2 separate regions of the Bicyclus anynana genome follow, and region 2 is linked to region 1. Evidence: chromatin contacts called from public Hi-C data. All regions are on one chromosome and are shown on one strand. Each heading gives the region's core, a stretch centred on a gene start, on an enhancer-like site or on the middle of the called end of the contact. The rest is flanking DNA. Distances are from core to core; before and after follow the strand shown. Region 1 holds the start of LOC112051541 (homologous-pairing protein 2 homolog). Region 2 holds the start of LOC112051535 (A disintegrin and metalloproteinase with thrombospondin motifs 1).

The links. Hi-C and Micro-C count contacts between places; a contact is called where the count stands out from the background.
Region 2: a contact with region 1 is called in a Hi-C map of whole body, with 1.8 times the contacts expected there. The contact joins the promoter of LOC112051535 here to the promoter of LOC112051541 in region 1. A contact is called at or near these places in 2 of 2 Hi-C or Micro-C datasets (whole body and whole larva).

Annotation. Positions count from the first base shown.
Region 1 is chr2:14,130,854-14,137,632 of ilBicAnyn1.1, forward strand. It overlaps LOC112051541 (homologous-pairing protein 2 homolog), which reads left to right and starts at 2,912. Exons shown (of 3, transcript XM_052888558.1): 1 at 2,912-5,145; 2 at 5,583-5,841. The coding sequence starts at 4,923. LOC112051535 (A disintegrin and metalloproteinase with thrombospondin motifs 1) reads right to left here. Exons shown (of 18, transcript XM_052888523.1): 10 at 1,043-1,185.
Region 2 is chr2:14,265,893-14,272,671 of ilBicAnyn1.1, forward strand. LOC112051535 (A disintegrin and metalloproteinase with thrombospondin motifs 1) reads right to left here and starts at 4,147. Exons shown (of 18, transcript XM_052888523.1): 1 at 3,872-4,147.

The DNA.
Region 1 (6,779 bases), core at 1,662-4,161:
TAATGGCGCTAAATTAAAAGTATCTAAGAGTTTCTATGGTATAAGTAGCTGTACTTACCAGAATATCCTTGAAAGTGCTAATAAAGCAAAAGTTCGTAATGAGAAAATTGCTTATACGTGAACATTAAAGGCGTTTTAAAGGTCTATTGGTAAAAAAGGTTCTGAACCTTCATCAGTATTTATTATACTCGTTTTAACATACCTAAGCCTCTTTCTGCATATAAATCAGTCATTATTATTTTGAAGGAGGCATTTGAGATGGGTACCTTCTTCTTACAATTTTATACCTACAGGCTACAATGCAGAATGATTGTCTTGTCTCTAACCGGATTACTCAACATCTTAATACTTTAATGTAATAATCACGACTGAAATATGCCTAAATTGACAATCGAATTTATCACCGTTAAGCATATTTACTTATAAGTCAAGGACTATGTAGCGTTGCTATAAAAGATCATGACTTTTGTATTATGGATCAAAACAGTAGCGTACCTAATCATTTATTAGTGTTACGAATTTTGACCTGTACCTAAGCTAATATTGAAGTTTCAGACAAATGCCACTACTGTCACACCCTCAAATTGTGTACAGAACTAGAATTATCTGGCTCAAGGTCTTGCAGAACTATCGAAATTTGCAGCGGCGCAAGCTTGTACCTAATTCCGGGTAGCTACATTTTTTGTCTGAATTTATAAAGATTATTATTCTTAATCGATTGTTTCAGTTGTTTTATTTCATGTGTTATTTATTGACATGAACCTAACCAGTGCTGCAGACGTGCAGTTTTAAATGAACAGTCGAACTGTACAGTTAAATCGTACGTATGTCACTTCGTTAGTTTTATTTGCCTACAGTTTTTTTTTTAATAATTTTGGTTGAAATTTTGATTAGATAAAACTACCTACTATTGACCTACTACTAATATTAATACCTACTTAAAACTGACGGTCTGTAGCGAGTCTGAGTTTAAACAAGTTGTGACCTGACGTGACCTGTGATCTTCTGTCAAACATATGTACAGTTACAGTTACCAACTTACTTGGTGATAGCGACGGCGATGTCGTACACTGGCAGTCTTCTCTCTCTGAAGAGATACTTGCCCATGTCAGTGAGCGCGGCTGCCGAATCAATGGCATCGCGGCCCACGCGGTTCCTCTCTAAATACGGTGTCGCATCCCGACCCTGACGAAACAAAGCAATGTGGTTAATGCCTAGGCCAGGGTAGGCGAACCTTTATGCATCAACGTGCCATTTTTTCTAAAAAATGTTTAATGGGGTCATTGGCGTGCCATCAAATAATTTTGACTTTCTGATTATTTGGAGAATAACAATAATAAATACTATCAAAACTCTTCTGTTGCTGCAGGTTAGATGACAAATAATTTATGTCAAATACCTACTTTACACATGTTTTATGACCGGCGACGTGCCCAAAATATTGTGTCGCGTGCCATCAATGGCACGCGTGCCATTGGTTCGCCTACCCTGGCCTAGGCCGTACACACCGTGACAATATTCGTGACATTATTCGCGAAGGTGGAGAGAAGTGGCTGTTTCTTATTTGCCAAAGTATTCGCGTGTTTGGCCACACACGTCGCGATAACCAAAATATTCGCGATGTGTGCGGCCTAGGAATAAAATAGGTATATCTATCTTTTATACTAATACTAGCGGACCCGCTCAAGCTTCACTTTTACTTATTAATTTACTTATTTGCACTTCTTCCCTATCCCTACCCTACCTCTACTCTACCCCTACCCTACCCTACAACTACCTTACCGCTACCCTACCCCTACCCTATCCCTATACCATAAACCTACCATACCACTACCCTACCCTACCGCTACCCTATCCCTATACCATACCCCTACCCTACCACTACCCTACCCTAGGATTTAGGGGTTTGAAAAATAGATGTTGGCCGATTCTCAGACCTACTGAATATGCACAAAAAATTTTATATATTAGATTATAAAGAGGTAAAGTTTGTGGTGTTGTAGGGGAAAACGCCTGGGGAAAGGGGAAACCTCTGGATGTTCTGAACTGATTTTGAAAATTCTTTCACCGCTGGAAAGCATTAGTGACTGAGTGTCATACGATATGTTTTATCTCGCGGGAAAAGAAACTGCGGGGCGTACGGTAGTTCCTTCCTAATTAAAGAAGAATTATTTTAACACTTGCTGTGCCCGTGCCTCGCGGTTTCACATTTCCTGTGAGATGTGTCATGTGCTATTCTGTAAAGTATGATAATCTATCTCTCAGCTTAACACTGAAATCCATTCAAACGATCAGTTGTTATATTTATTTACGTTTCAATATATGCACCTAATTAAGGATTGTCTTGACACGAAGCTAAGTTAAGTCTATACGCGGAGAAAGTGAAAAAATAGGTAGGAGATGTGGGGCAGGCAACTTGAAGAAACGTTACAGGCAGTATGTTACTGCCAAGCCAACGAAGTTTAAAAAAAAGGAATTACCCACTGTCATCAGATTTCCGAAAAATCATTTGGCAATGAGTGGACAGGAACATGATTTTTGTTGACAGGTTTTTTCTTTTCTTTTTATTCTTTACAAGTGATTTGTAATAAAAAAAATGTTTTAATCTTGGGTGGTTAAGGGTCTAGTCTAGACCCTTGGAAGCTTTCTACCAAAACCACAACGGCCCGAGCTCGATAATAGCCTACCGTAAAAGAGTGTCAAACTTTTAGCTCTTATAAAATAAAGCAGATCTTGCTATGACAGGCTGTTACGTATTATTATCTAGGATGTTAATAATTATTACATAGTTTCCCGTGAATTTAAAGTCTGAAAGTCGTCCAACAGGCGACATTTACAAATAATCTCGATACCAATTAAGTAAAGTGTCTATTATAAATAAATAAAAATCACGCATAATTAACATATTTCGATGAAATGATAAAGCAATTTCCACATACCAATGAATCTTAGTAGTGATGTCTAATGCATACGAAGGTAGGTATCTGCCTGTCTTATGCTAACCACACACAGTAAAATATACCCATATGCCTGCAGCGCTGCCGGCATGACGTCCGGTAAAACTCATCGTGTGTTGGCTGTGGATTTCAGCTTTTCACAAATCCCGCGGGAACCATGGATGTTGTTATATCAAATCAAAATCAATCGATCATCTATTAAAAAAACCGCAACAAAATCCGTTGCGTAGTTTTAAAGATATAAGCATACATAGGGACAGAGAAAGCGACTTTGTTTTATACTATGTAGTGATGATATCGATATACATATTTCGGACCCTTATTCTATGTACTAGGTCTTTGATCAACGACCCTATTAGTTTTACCGGACATCATGCTGGCAGTGCTACAGGCATGTAGGTTTATTGGACCATCGGTATTTGGACCGTGGGTAGCTAGCATAATGAAACGTGATTTTTATGCAAACTTAACCTTGAACTATTGGCCAAAATTATTATGATCACCGGTTGCTTGCCTACTTTGATGGGTCTAGTAGCAAAGTAATTAGGTAAGTCATTATTATAATATTGACTTATATTTTAGCATATAACAAAATAGTCGTAATTTAGGTGAGGTGTTTAGAGGGGAGGGGGTCGAGCTGCAGTGGCGGTCACTTCATAGTTGCAAAAAAGCACGGCCTACCCTAAAGACTCAATACATACCTATGTTAGACCACAGAATAGACGAGGAATTTTCCAATTTTTACTTATAGGCACATATTGTAGTGTTTGCACACTCTCTGGGTGATCGGTTGATCACTCGGCTTATCACATCCAGTTGTTTGAACACTGTATCTACTTAGTACCTCGTGGTACGTACTGCTGTAGCACCAAAGTGCAACTAACTCCCCCTCTTGTCCGAGGCTTATATTTATAGACTCATCTATTGACAGTCTAGGCTGTTGACATATACTACACATATCCTAGTTAAAACCCTTAAGCACGCCTCTGTCGAGCTGTGGTACCTATAGGTATCTCCATGACTTTCGCGATGTATCATCTCTGTGACAGATAAAATCTCTAGCCAGCGAGCCAAGATTCTAGAGATCTCTAGATAATCATAGAAATGAATGGTATTTTTAAGATTCTATAGGGCGTCGAAGATTTTTGCGTATAATCAAAATGCAGAATTCCCCAAAATCAAATCAAATGATGACATTTTGATTGTTTTGTAAAATTCTGCACTTTCGTAACGACATCTCCTGGGGGACGAGGCCTGAAATCCACAAAATAAAGGCTTCATAAATCGTGAGTTAGTAACTTTACACTGTAATACCTCAGGTAATTAAAAAAAAAACACAGAAATATTTCGTTTGACCTACGAGCTACGAGGAAGTTTATCCCTGTCTACCCGATAAAAGTAACGTACCTATTTAACGTAACACTTCAAATTCAGAATCACTATGGTCCAAATTCAGAAAAATCTTAGGATAAACCAAGTTCTATTTTGATCACAGACTTTGAAATTAACAAAAATATATAATAAAAGCAAAATATAACTACCGGTCAAACGTTAAGTTCAAATAAAACGTAATTTTTCATTAGTTGTGTTGCAGGTGTTTCTAATTTATACAAATTAATTCGATATTTTTTGTTAAATCAGGTTTCGCCTCTATTCGTTATGTTCCTAAATCTGTCTTATTTTACACTGTTCGTTTACATTTTACAATAGCAAGAATTAAAATAGGTAGATACAGTTTTACTATGTAACTAATTTTATGTTACAACTAAATAATAAATAATTTTTGAATAGGTAAAGGTATTTAAATTTTCACATTTCTGAGCGTACTTTTTAAAATAATAGGCTGAATACATCTCAGCCTTTGCCTTATCATTTCTTGCGCCAAAAAAAAAAAGTTGTGCGTCATTTTTATGTATTTTTTCTGGTAATTGATAACGATAATTTTATAAATTACAAAGAATAATAATGGCTAGTGATTCAGTTTTGAAATATTTAATCGATACGAATAGGCCATATTCCTGTGCAGATGTCACCGTTAATTTAAGAGGAGCGTACACGAAAGGTGCAGTTCAAAAAGCTCTCGATGCTCTGAGTGAATCGGGTAAAATAAAATGTAAATTGTATGGAAAACAAAAAGTTTACGCAGCCTTGCAATTGGAAAATGTGCAAGAAAATACTGACACAGAAGGTAGGACTTTTGAGTACTACTTCTCTTCCTCTACTTGAAAAAATAGTAGCAAAAGATAATTAGCTAGGTACAGTATTTATAGTAGCTACCTACTTACATAGAGTCGCAGATGATTAATAATATACAGATGGAGTGTACGGAACACGACGGTGTCGTAGCCGCTCCAAATACAAAATTCAAAACTAATACATTCTCGAATCAGTACGACACGAACCGTCGAATCAGTAATTTTCAATATTGTTCAAGGAAATGCCGTCCTATGTTTTTAAATAGGTATTTTAAAAACCGTTTACAAAAACTAAAGAAATAAGATAAAGAATTTTTTATTGGTAATTACCCCAAATACCAAATATAAATCAGCTATAAAAGTAATTGCATAGTATGTCTAGCTAAGTATGTATATGGTAAATGTTTTTTTTAATATCATTTGTTTTCAGATTACGATGCTCAAATAAGCAGCCTATCAAATATTCTAAACGACAAGAACGCAGATTTGAAAAAAGCGGAGGCAAATATCAAAAACCTTACATCTGCTCCCACAAACGATATGACGAAATCAGAATCAGCGAAAATAAAAGATAACATAGACAAACTAGAAAAAAAGTTGAACGTTCTACGTGACACAACGGAAGTATTGAGCGCTGACGAAAAAAAAATTATTTTAAGTGAACACGAAAAGTATCTAAAGGAGTATAGGTAAGAACTCAGAATACAGAAAACCACCAGAAGCCACGTTTAGATGTCATTCTATAGTGCGCAGTGTGTCCAAAAATTGTACACAACAGCCTGCACTCGTCGCAATTCTCACCCGCGTAATATTGCTAGTACATGAGGCTGTTAAATTTTTCCCTATTTTGTGGTAAAAATTTATAATGTTAAATGGAAAACAATAAGTGTACAGTTCATCACATTAAATGTTAACTTGTATGGTAAATAATAAAAATAGTGGGACCTGTTTTCTAGTGATTGCTAAGAGTCAGCAAGAAAATGAACTCTAAAAAATTTAAGACAAGGACAAATAAATAATAAATATAATAAGACGGTTATTATAAAACTTATCAACTAACAAACTAAAGAAATACATATTTACAATAATAATTTTATATATTCCATATAATTATATTATGTTATTATTATAAATATGTATTTCAATCGTGTGCACAGTTATTATTATCTCGTCTTATATCTCTAATTTTTATGTCTCTTAAAATTCAAGTATAAATAAGGCCATTGAATTGGTTTAATATCTTTTAAGAATGTGTTTTGAAGATAAAAATATTTTATTTAATCCTCTTGCTCAAACAAACAAGCAAACAAGTAGGTACACAAACAAACAAAAGACCAAACAAGCACACGAAAACAAACAAATGTGCAAACAAACACACAAACAGACAAGAACGAACGAACTTATTATAATATAGCACGCCATTGTTATTTGTAAAATTTTAAAGCTTTAAGATTATTTTACACTTTCTTTATCTGCGCTGATTACCACAATTTTATTTCAACTTAATTGCCGGAACCTATGCCTACCTATTTAGTTGATTAATATTTTACATAAATAATAAATCCTTGAATTGAAATTAAAAGTAGGGAAAATCAAAACAATTACATTGGCAACACTTACAAAATGA
Region 2 (6,779 bases), core at 2,897-5,396, 140 kb after region 1:
TCACTATGTCAGTGAGTCACCTTTGTGTTATATTTAGATTTATTAAATGCATATTATTGAAAAACTTATGAAGCATGTTCTCGAATTACAAAGTAGCTAAAAAAACTGCCTGATTAATTAATTAGGCGACAGGTTAAAAATATAATTTATGCCCCATTAAGGATGATGTAACGCAGAACCAAACAATCTACTCGTAGAATCCGCTTGACGCCCGGCTTTGTGCTCAAATATGTACGTTAGTTTGAATAATCTTTGAGTGAAAACCTTTTAGATTGCAAAAACAAAATGACGTTGTAAAGTCGACATCTCCTGAGAATGCTCCGGTTTCGGGGTGAAACGTGCGGAGAGAGTATTTTGTCGGGCCTGAGTGACGTTGTCGCATGGGTTCGTCGGCTTTTCGCGGGTGATAGCAAAATAAATAAATTATTATATATTCATGATAAACTTCCACAAAGTAACGCCTGCTTCTATCCAATACATTTTAGCTATAACATTTTAACTATTTTAATAAAAATAATATTTCAGTGGTAAGCTTCGTGCACTCTTCCTCGTTTTATGTGAGGTGAAGTTATTTTGAGAGGACAAAAATTAAAAAAAATATTATTCGTTAGTGTAAATTGCTCTTAAAGGAGCCGTAATATCCCCAGTAGGTTAATACTCGTAATAACCAAAACATTCTTCATTGTCAATGACTAATAACCGTTGCGATATAAATCCATGTCGTAAATATTACAATTTCGAATATTTCTTTACTCTACAGACAAAGAAATCTATAAAATGAAGCTAATTGAGACGATGATTTAATGCACTAGAATATCGTATTTCGGACAACTTAAATAAAAAAATGATTTTCATGTTTTATTATGAAAACTAAAGCAGGCAGTCGATGGATGCGTACAGTTAATGTGGAGTTTGGAAGCCTGAACAAAAGGTTTCAGTCCAGATATCAACCATGGGATACATGATAACAACGATGAAAAAAATCGCATCACGGCGTGTAATTTTCAACAAAATGAAATAAATTCATCCCAAACATGTAGTTTATCGGGACCTTTATAGTTCAAAGGTGGCGGTACTGGTTTAATGAAGTGACCGGTTCAGAATCGATTGTAAATTCGACATCAAGTCATCTATACATATATTAATACACTAATACACTCTTTGGATGAGAACATATTATACAAACAGACATTTTATAGTGATTGCTAAACTAATATCGATAATTTTATCTCTATCGTGTGTCGTTGCGTGTAATTCAAGGATTTATTTAAAGATCATTATAGAAAGACTTATTTGTTTTGAATATTTAAATTTATTGCGGTTATTATAAACTTTTACAACCGAATGCAAATTTAATAGTTTTATAAATTTATTTTTACATATTTGTTGGGTTATTATTTTTCACGTCTATATTGGTATAGTATTTTAATTAATGAACGCACAGAAAAGTGTGATTTCAAATTTTATACAAAATAAAACTTTGAATGTCTTTATGATTAGAATGGTGTTGATGTAAGTCAAAATCAAAGTTAAAATTCATTTATTTCAAATAGGCTTAGTTTACAAGCTCTTTCGAAACGTCAGGTAATATTAAACCCAAGATAATGGTGATAATAATTATTCGAAAACTTAAAATTAAAGTTACGAGGGTTCCAAACGCGTCAACGACGTAAAATGTATATATCTATAAAAAATATGGGTATATAACCTATGTTAGTTATACGACTAGTATTTTTTTGTTAAATCAATACTGTAATAGGAATTTTTACTCTCTGTAATAATTTAGATTGATAGACAGCCCTAGCGTGTTTAAAAGCGTATAAAATAAATTATAGGAAGAGGTTTTTCCGAGTATCAAATACGTGCCACTATACCGATATATCATTATCATTATTTCGTAATAAAACTAGAGCAAATCACGATTGTTATGTCTGTCAGTTTATTTAATGATAGCGGGCGACTACTTTTGCATATTATATTTGAACAATGAATTATTGAATTATATTTTCGAAAACTGACGAAACCAAACGGCAACTCTACCTAGACCAAACAAAAAACCTTTACAAGTCTTCACTACAAATCATAGTCAGGAATTAAGAACAAGGGTCGATTACCTGTTTGCTTTACATTTTGATTGTTTTCTGTTGTGTGCGTTACGTAATATTCTATATATTTTATAATTTTTCAAGGCATTAAATGAAATTTTCCGAGGTGGAATATTATCTTGTACTTAACTAAAGAACACTCGATTTTTGAACGTGGAAGTTCGCAAAATAGATCCAAAAAATGTGTTGTAAACAATAAAATAAATATACTTAACATTTTATTTATTTTTTTAAATAGATTTGTGAAAAATTATCATAATTTTTAACTAATTTAACCTTTTTAATAGTAACACTTGCCTTGCATTCCGGTCTCCTTAGTAAAATAACCTAATACATATATCTACAATAAAATGTCTATTCGAAGCCGTGATTTTATTTTAAGGTTACACTTCGTAAGCGACGTTAACCTTACTCTGTTGACGCGCCTACATTCTCTAAATCATACCTACCTACTTCAATCTTTTATAGCCTGAATAAAATATAATAAATAAATAAAAGAGTAATTATAATTTAGTTCCTAGACAATAAATATTAAAGAAGATAATGATTAAAGAAAATAAATAGTACTCAACACAATATAAGTTTTGAATAAAAGCAGGCGTTATTTACTAAAGTTCAATATGAATACTAAATCCTCAGATGTTGATTCTACGATGGACAATCTTTTGGAACATTGTTTTCAAATTGAAACATACATAAAGAATCTAAGTTGCGTTGTCGCTTGGATTCTTCGGTTTTCGCGAAAAGTTCTAACAAAATAAATCAATTATTATTTACAATATATAACAATTTATGTTTCGTTTTACTGAAACAGATCTAAAAGGCATCATAAAAAAATAAAATGTTATAAGAAGAGGTTGCAAGAAACCGCGAAAAAGTTTTATCTGAAATATTGGAGTACTCGCATGTAGGCATATTTGAGATAAAATTTCTTAATAAAGTCATTTCCGCCAAAACTTTTATCTCGAAATATACCTACAAGAAAACACTTTTATAAAGAAATAATATGTAAATAGCAATGCGAGCAATCTCTAAATTACGAATAAAATAACTTTTATATAAAAGAAAAACTCTAAAGTGCAAGGCCTTTTTAGGGTAACATTTAAGTAATGTCGACCTCAAATTTACAATCTCCGAATCACGAATATCATATCGTGCAGTGTATATTTATCCTTTTTAGACGTTAACCAAGTAGGTATTATTTACTTATTAACCGATTTATAAAAAGGAAAAGGTTTTAAATTATTGCTTTGTTATAAGTTATTGCAAAAACTTATTAACTAAATTTTTGTTTCTATTTCAAACAATAACCTCGCAGTTTACAATCTCCAAATTATAAATAATGCACTTCACAACTACTGCTAAACACACAAAGCTATACAATCGTTTATCTATTAACGTCTTTTTACGTCGTACGAACATTGAATACATCTTTTCGTAAAACCTTTCGCAAAACTTTCAGTTTCAAAATTCGCGTAATACGTTTACACAACGTGTTACACAACCTGCATTGTTTATATGAGGAAATTTATATTAATTTGACATTTTTCCGGGTACACTCGAGATCTGAGAAACCTTCAGAAGGCGTTTTTATCGCTCCGAAGTTATTTTTAAATCTGAGCACTTTTAGCTTTATAATTTAAACACTTAAATTATGTGTTCGTAGACCTTCGATATAATAGGAATAGTAAGTGTGTGACATATTAGATAAATGTGTGTGAAGTATGTACAATACTTTCAATTTCTTAACATCTTTCAGTACTTACGTGGTAAGGAAGTATCAAAGACAGAAGGGTGGACCGGGGGCGCTGTCGCAAAGAAAATCACAATGTACACACTTAAACGCCACACACACAATCCATCACGTCAACACAGAGTCAGGATAGTCTAACACAGGTAAGGTGAAGGACACACACAAGTGTCAATTTTGCCTTGTGTCCGAGGCACTCGCGACACAATTTTTCCGTAGTTGGAAAATTCTTGCCGCGCGGCGCGGACGACGCAGGCGACGGCGAATCGGCGACTGGCGTGCGCGTATGCCTCCATACAATAAACATTCGCTTTGAGAGTGGGGCGGACAATCGTACCTATATTTTTTTCAGAAAAGCAATACCTATACATAATTTTTCCTGTTTTAAAATTAATAATCCCATAGTAAATTATTAATTTTCAATGAGAACCCAGTTTCGCACAATCCTATCGATTATTGTTGTATACTTGCTGACACCCCGCCGTTACACCTACGTAGTTCCCATTCCCATGAGAATACAGGGATAAAATATAGCCTATCATACTCACAAATAGCGTGGCTTTCTAGTGGTAAAAGAATTTTCAAAATCAGTTCAGTAAATCCAAAGATTACTACCTATTTACTACTATTACTACCCCTAGAATACCACAAACTATACCTCTTTATTTTATAATTATAGATAGATAAAATTATTAACTTTGTCATAATATTTGTTTATTTCATTTATTTATTAATTTTTAAGGTACATTTCCATTATAATTTAATACATGACATAAAATAAATGACATTTTAAATATTTATTACAATGGAACCCAATGAGGGTGTTGTACTCGTAACTAGTAGAGAGGCGTATTTGATCTATTTCGGTCAAAAAGTCATTTATTTTATAGTAAACTTTTTCAAGCAAAACCTACCTACCTACTATTCCCATCTAATAATACAATTGAAAATATAAATATCTAGTAATTTTTTTTATACAATGCCAAGTTAAGGCTTGACAGCGATCACACTCTATGTTAAGTGACGTTGAATTCTGAGATAACGCGTTAATTTGAAAGAGATAGAGCTGATTCAATTATTATCACAGATTGTTGCTTGGCGGTTCATCTTATCTGGCTAGGTAATAATTCAACACGGCCAAACCTTACCAAGAGATCAGCGTGAATTAATTTTTATTAAATACTAGCTGACGCCGCGCGGTTTCACCCGCGTGGTTCCAGTTCCTGTAGGAATACAGGGATAATATATAGCCTATAAGCCTTCCTCGATAAATAACGCTAAAAGAATTTTTCAAATCGGACCAGTACTTCCTGAGATTAGCGCGTTCAATCAAACTCTTCAGCTTTATAATATTAGTATAGACTAAATAGAAAATATGAACATCACACTAATATTATAAAGGCAAAAGTTATGTAAGTGTATATATTTGTTCATCCTTTGCGCTGCTGCTACTGAAGCGATTTGAAATGGAAATAGATTTTACTCTGGATTAACACATACCCTCCTGTTCATCCCGGAAAAATCATGGATCCGCGGGATTTCTGAAAAACTGAATTCCACGCGGACGAAGTCGCGAGCGTCCGCTAGTCACATTATAAATCTGTGTTGTTTCTCTTTTGTTAGTATCAAATAATTATTAACAATAAAGTAACATATAAATATAGAGTTTCGCTGGATTTAGCTTAATTAATATATATCGGAACTACTTAAAAATAAAACTAAAATATTATTTAACTACCACTTCATAATACATGTTTTGTATGAAGCAATTATCAAATTAGGTTATATTACACAATATAAATATTACTGTAGATGCGAGTCAGTAGAGCAAATAACTTTACAGTTAGATATGAAGGTTAAATGTTATAATTAACACTTTAGATAACTCCACGTACTAACAAGAAAAAGAAAATTTATATAGTTAATCTTTCAATGAATAAATAGTTAATATTTAATTAAATTAATATTAAATTCACATTCGGATATATCGAACTGGCGGACGCCCGCGACTTCGGCACTTAGGCCTCCTTAATCCGGCCCTGTCACAAAATCCGTCCATATCGGATGTTTTCTAACTATAAACTGCCTCTCATCATCATCATCATCTTTGTACATCAAGCGGTTTTTGATATTTCGTAATGTGACCTTTTGCTTTTATATATATATAAATAGATTTACTTTAAATATAAAAATGAATGTGGGAAAACAAGCAAGTTTTAAGTCTGATGTTTAGTGAAAATTAAATAAACACTCGTCTATACAATTAGATTGAAGATTTATATATATAATTTTATATATAACTTCATTAAGTATCTACTATAATACTACAATTAATATATAGTAAATACTTAGTTCGTTGTTACACTAGTGACTGTGATGGTTAGTGAATGACGGCTAAATATTTGTCCATGCCAGCTCTTGCTCCTACCATGGCATACCATAGCATCCCATGCTCCTATCACACAACTAAGTACGACCATGGTGGTCTTAGAAGATATTCGTAGCTCAAATGTCTAAATATAAGAATATGAGAAATCATTTCCTACGATACGTCGACAGATGCTTGCTTCGTGGAAAACCTTCTAAAACTATCATTAAAGATAAAACTTTGAGTCTCTACTAGAGACTGATGCACCATTTTATATACCTGCTTTTTCAGCGTCAAAAAGTTTACTTAAATTGACAATGTCATGCTGGATCCCATCGTGTAGGTCGGGTCATGATGATGGTTTTCTTATCTGATTCAGTCAGCATCGGATAAGATAACTTGGCAAAGATCAAAGGCCACCGCCGCTAATTTATTTCGCGTTATGACGCGATAGGTACGCAATTTTCCACGAATTGTTTTTTTTATTTAAAAGTAAAATATTTTGTTTAGTTCAGCACTATTAAGATAAATTCACTTGATAAGCAAATTTAAATAG